Linked DNA regions of Danio rerio: region 2 is linked to region 1. Evidence: chromatin contacts called from public Micro-C data. All regions are on one chromosome and are shown on one strand. The core of a region is the stretch at or near the end of the contact, and the rest is flanking DNA. Distances in the headings are between cores, read along the strand shown.

Region 1 (3,173 bases), core at 593-3,092:
TAGTACAGAAGCCAATCAGCGATCGCCATATGGCGAATAAAGCCCGCCTTCTAGTACAGAAGCCAATCAGCGATCGCCATATGACGAATAAAGGCGGCTTTCTAGTACAGGAGCCAATCAGCGATTGATATAGAATGACAATTCGGACCAGTGAGTTTCTGCAGATTTTGTGTGATCCGAACATCTAGAAATTAAACTAAATAGTTTATTCATAATATAAAATGTAATCGTAAGCTTGCCAAGTAGTTTTAGAGAATTTGATGGTTCCCCATTGCAACAGAATGCCCGAGCATTCTTCCCGGGAGGTGTTTCAATACACTAGGGCTGCACAATATATCGTTTCAGCATTGATATCGCAATGTGATCATTCGCCGTAGTCACATCGCTAGCAAACGCATTGTTGAGTCGGGATTATAATTTATAATTTCGCAAGTGTTTTTCTTCGACAAATTAATACCGATTGAATCGTTTATAAAACAAAGACAGTATCATTTTACTTTTATTCATTTTCATTATACATAAATAGTTTAACTCATCGTAAAACAAACGCTGTTAATTTAATCATCTTTTTCTTAATTGAATTTATCTACGCTTCAAGATTGTTTCTTGTATTTTATGCATATGTACTCCCGTACAGAATCATCCCAATCAATTCTTGATTCCCAATGCTTCCAAATAGTTATTCATCTCCTCTAGTGAATGTATATCGCAATGTATAAAAAACGCAGAATAAAAAAAATTATGCTATATTTTTCCAATATCGTGCAGCTCAAGTATACACTAATATGGTTCAAAACACTTACTTTTTTACTTTTGTATACTACACACAACATTTATAGTTTTTTTCTTTTTGCACGTGTGGTGTTCGCAGAGTAGAATATAACAGAAAATAACATGCATTACATTTTAAAGCCATTGAGTATTTGGTTTTCAGATTTTTATATAATTTATATTAGAAATTTTATATAAAGTTCTTTCAAATCCTTACTATTTCTACTACAACAAATTATTATTATTATTATTAATAAGAAGGTTGCTGCTGTTTCAAGCCTTGGCTGGGTCAATTGGCATTTCTGTGTGGAGTTTGCATGTTCTCTTCATGTTGGCGTGGGTTTCCTCTGGGTGCTCCAGTTTCCCCCACAAAGACATGCGGTATAGGTGAAATGAGAAAGCTAAAATGGCCCTTGTGTATGTGTGTGAATGAGTGTATGATTGTTTCCCAGGGCATTTACTGTGTAAAACATATGCTGGATAAGTTGGCGGTTCATTCCACTGTAGTTACCCCAGATTAATAAAGGGACAAAGTCGAAAAGAAAATGATTGAATGAATGATTATTAATAAAATAATGTGTCCAGATTTCACACGCTTGCCGATAAAATCATGTTAGTGCAATATTTCAGGTGCCTTATTGATTTTAATTAAAGCGCAACAGACATACCTGTATTTTTGTAAAGCGTTTTCCATTCAGTTTAACCCTCAAGTTTTCTTTTGGTCTCCGAAGGGTCTTGAACATAATATCAATAACCGAGTAGCAGCAGAGTGAATACTGCAATCCAAATGATGTCTGTGCTCGAATAAACGTTGATAAACGTTACTACAGCAAATGTTTAGATTTAAATGGTGTCGGGACGGATTTCGCGGGAAACTGACATTGACTACCGGACGCCATTTTCCCTAGCGTCTTGTCACAGGTCACAACCAACAAAGAAAGCGGTCCATAAAACATATAAAAGTGAAAACCTCAGGGAAATTACCGGTTGAAGAAACATAAATGCAGTGTACAATCCCTGCAGAGCCGAGGCGCATCCAAAACCGATGTTATTTTCAACCACTAGAGGGCGCGAAAGTTACATCTCACATGAGAAAATACTACAGTAAATACTTCAGCGTTTTAACCTTACAATGGCACTTGAATGAATCTGTTGTGGTAATTCTGCTGTATAACAACTAAAGTAATAATTAAATGGCTCAAACTAGTTTGCAACAGCACAACAGCGGTTTACTGTAGTAGACCCTGCTGAAAAATCCAGCTTAAACCAGCCTAGGCTGATTGGCTGGTTTTAGCTGGTTGACCAGCCTGGTTTTAGAGGGGTTTTGGCCATTTCCAGGCTGGTTTCCAGCCATTTCCAGCCTGGTCTTAGTTGGTCAGGCTGGAAAATGACCAGCCAAATCCAGCTAAAACCAGCTTGACCAGTCTGGTTTAAGCTGGATATAGCTGGTTTTGGCTGGACTCTCAGCTTGGCTTGGCCGGTCAAGCTGGTTTTAGCTGGTCATCTCCCAGCCTGACCAGGTAAGACCAGGCTGGAAATGGCTGGAAACCAGCTTGGAAGTGGCCAAAACCCCTCTAAAACCAGCAGGGGAAACTAAAGTATACTACGGTGTTTATTAGTTAATCAGTTCACTACACCTCAGTATGCTGTGGCATTATTTACAAAGAGTTTTAAGTACTAAAATATATACAGTATAATACACTTTACTATAGTAAAGTTAAAAACGATAATATTTACAATAAATTGGTGAGATTGTTGTTGCTAAATGTATTTTTTTTTTAATGAAACTTCTCTCCTTTCCCCCTTAATAAATGCGGCTGTGTTTGTCTTCCAGAGGATCCCATTATCTGAAATGACTCGCGCTGAGATTAACAAACTGTTGGCCGAGCTGGGCTTTTATAAAAAGGATCATCCTGAAGACCAAGTGCCCGAGGAGTTTCGCTTCTCTCCAGCAAAAGACAGTCCCTTTGAGGGCCGGCAATCCAGCACGGCGGCCCCCGAGACGACGGAGCCTTCAGATTCCCAACACACTGACCTGTAGAGACAACAACATCTGAGAACTGCCGGATTTACAGAGAGCGTGAGAAACCGAGTCGGACCCTAAAAATAGCTCGATCTGCTGTCAACACGGGGCATTGTGATTGGATGTGATTGGCGTTTTGAGTGCAGAGAGACGCTGATGTTTGTGGCAGTGGTTTTCTCTCACTGTGCTGTATATAAGTGTGTTTTTCTGCCCAGCGGGACGTTAATGATGTCCACAGCTGTAAAAGCCTGAGAGCAGCTGCGGACTGATGATCCGCGTCCTCGCGGGCAGAAATCAAGCCTTAAACGGACTGTGGGAGTTAGAAAATAAATGCTTTAAAAATATCACAGCCATTGAGTGTTCGTTATTATACAATTGA
Region 2 (3,108 bases), core at 118-2,617, 140 kb after region 1:
GATATAAAAACTCAAAAAATACTTACATAATAATAATACGTCCATACTCCCATTCAAAATATCATCTTTTGTGTTTAACAGAAGGAAAAACTCAAATGACGAAATAAAAAAGGCAGTAATTTTTATTTTAGACGAACTATCTCTTTAAATAATTTAATTAAATTACATTGCTGTCAATTGAATGTATTTTATTTGAATACAGATAACTAAGGAAAGACATTTGAGAATAGAAATGGCTACAAACACTGTTTTTCCACTAAAGAAACCGTAAGAGCTAATCATTACTATCCTCTGTAATGCTAGTCCTCAACCTAAAGCAGAATAAAGAGTGTTTAAGCTAAGTTAAATTAAGAATATAAGAATCAAAACGGTCAGAAATACTGTTTATCCACTCAAGAAAGCATAAGAGCTAATCATTATCATCCTCCATATATCCTAAAGCAGTTTAAATAGTGTTAATACTGAGACAAAGACATTTAATTAAAAATTTAAGGATAGAAATGGTCAAAAATACTGTTTTTCCACTAAAGAAAGTGTAAGAGCTAATTATTATTGTCCTCTGTATATCCTAAAGCAGAATAAAGAATGTTAATACTGATATAAAGAAATTTAATTAGGAATTTAAGGATAGAAATGGTCAAAAATACTGTTTTTCCACTAAAAAAGCATAAGAGCTAATCATTATTATCCTCTGTAATGCAAGTCCTCAACCTAAAGCAGAATAAAGAGTGTTTAAGCTAAGTTAAATTAAGAATATAAGAATCAAAACGGTCAAAAATACTGTTTATCCACTCAAGAAAGCATAAGAGCTAATCATTATCATCCTCCATATATCCTAAAGCAGTATAAAGAGTGCTTATACTCAGAAATATTTATTATTTATTTAAGAATTTGGGAATAGAAACAGTGAAAACACTGTTTTTTCCACTAAAATAAGCGTAAGCACTTGTCATTATTATCCTCTGTAATGCTAGTCCTCATCCTAAATCAGAAATGGATGTTTACACTGAGAATTAAAAAGATTTAAAATAAGAAAATAAGGATTGAGTCGGTCAAAACTTATGTTTATCTGACCTGCGGTTGTCTTGAGAGGCAGTTGAGCGCCAGAAACTGCTGTTGATTGAGTCTCTGGATGATGAAGCAGGTCTCCGAGTCTTCATAATCACACACCTGTGAGTCTGATGCACACCTGACTGGAGAACAGAGGAGCTCGTCTTCAAAGCCAGAGTCACTCAGCGTAGAAGAAGGTGAAGGAGAAGACATTTCTGTGCCGTTCTGGAAGCTCTCTGTTGTTAAACTGGAGGGTTTGCGCACATTATCAGCGTCATGTCGGGCTGTGTTTTGGGACTGCAGTGTTGTCTGCTGAATTATGGCTTGTAAACGGCTTCTTCCCGGGTGTTTTAGCGCTCATTGAAGGGCGCCATTCTGCCCGCGACACTGGGAACCATGACAACAGTCTCGCGGGGGCGGCAGGTGGCGCTTTTGCGTGGCGTCACTTCATTAAAAATATGTAAACAATACTATAAAAATCCTTAATATAATTAGGGCGAGACTCTGTAAGATAAAATAGATCAGAGCTTTGGATTCATTATTTTTATTAGAGCTGGGCAAAGATTAATAAAATAAAAGGTTGTTCTAATATATAATATACACTTACCGGCCACTTTATTAGGTACACCCTACTAGTACCGTGTTAGACCACCTTTTGCCTTCAATGCTTTAATCCTTCGTGGCAAGAGATTCAACAAGGAACTTAAAAGATATTCCTTAGAGATTTTGCTCCGTATTGACTTGATAGCATCAAGCAGTTGCTGCATATTTGTCGGCTGCACATCCATGATGTGAATCACCCGTTCCACCACATCCCCAAGGAGCTCTATTGGATTGAGGATCTGGTGACTGTGGAGGCCATTTGAGTACAGTGAACTCATTGTCATGTTCAAGAAACCAGTCTGAGATGATTCACACTTTATGACATGGCGCTTTATTCTGCTGGAAGTAGCCATCAGAAGATGAGGACACTGTGGTCATGAAGGGATGGACATGGTCAGCAACAATACTCAGGCTGTGGCGTTGACATGATGCTTAGTTGGTACTAATGGGCCCAAAGTGTGCCCAGGAAATATCCCCCACACCATTACACCACCACCAGCAGCCTGAACCACTGATACAAGGCAGGATGGATCCATGATTTCATGTTGTTTCTGAAATACTCAGACCAGCCCGTCTGGCACCTAAATCCACTTTCTTCCCCATTCTCATGCTCAGTTTGAACTGCAGCAGATCGTCTTGACCATGTCTAAATGCCTAAATGCATTGAGTTGCTGCCATGTGATTGGCTGATTAAAAATTTGCATTGAAGAGAAGTTGGACAGGTGTACCTAATAAAGTGGCCGATGAGTGTGTGTGTGTGTATACACACAACAGTTCTGTCTGGTTCTTTAATCTAATTGGCTGATAGCCGGTGCGATATTTTGCCAGTAACATCAAACAAAGGTCTCATCACCTCTGTGTATTACTCCGCCCACATACATGAATGTGTGTGTGTATATATATATATATGAAATAAGATACACCAGCACTAGATTATTACAATTGTTCAGATCTTGTTTAGATAATGTGAATTAAAAACCTAAAGCTCTTCTATAAAACACAAACAAAAATAATGAAGCGAAAAATAATACGTTCAAAATGAATGACAGAGTAAGAGAAAAGTGACAAAATAAAAATAAAGCAAGAGGAAGTTATATCCAAAAAGAAAAGCAGAACAAAGCAGACCCCCCCCTCCCCTTCCTTCTTCCCGTCAGGAGCTCATTCAGACACAACAGTTCACTCCCACCAGCTCCGTTCATATATTAATATAGTGGTGGGAGTGGGCAGAAAAAGCAGTGCATTGTATATTATGGCAAGTTGTTATTAAAGCTGCAATTCTTTCAAGCAGCATATTTAAGGAAGACTGATATATGAGGCACAAACATAAACCACTCACTATTGAAACTTGGAAATGATCGCACTAAAAACACTGAGACTCTAATGTGCTGCTTTATCTGGGTCTGTCTGGCATTGTTTGGTCGCACTAATAATTGATTGATAGTGGTTTGAAAACAA

Evidence for each region. Hi-C and Micro-C count contacts between places; a contact is called where the count stands out from the background.
Region 2: a contact with region 1 is called in a Micro-C map of caudal fin, with 9 times the contacts expected there. The contact joins the promoter of ccno here to the promoter of inpp5jb in region 1. A contact is called at or near these places in 2 of 18 Hi-C or Micro-C datasets (caudal fin and an unstated tissue).

What each region holds. Positions count from the first base shown.
Region 1 is chr5:75,303,763-75,306,935 of GRCz12tu, forward strand. It overlaps inpp5jb (inositol polyphosphate-5-phosphatase Jb), which reads right to left and starts at 1,843. Exons shown (of 14, transcript XM_073951682.1): 1 at 1,440-1,843. It overlaps selenom (selenoprotein M), which reads left to right. Exons shown (of 5, transcript NM_178286.4): 5 at 2,606-3,138. The coding sequence ends at 2,812.
Region 2 is chr5:75,444,003-75,447,110 of GRCz12tu, forward strand. ccno (cyclin O) reads right to left here and starts at 1,368. Exons shown (of 3, transcript NM_001386810.1): 1 at 1,075-1,368. The coding sequence starts at 1,263.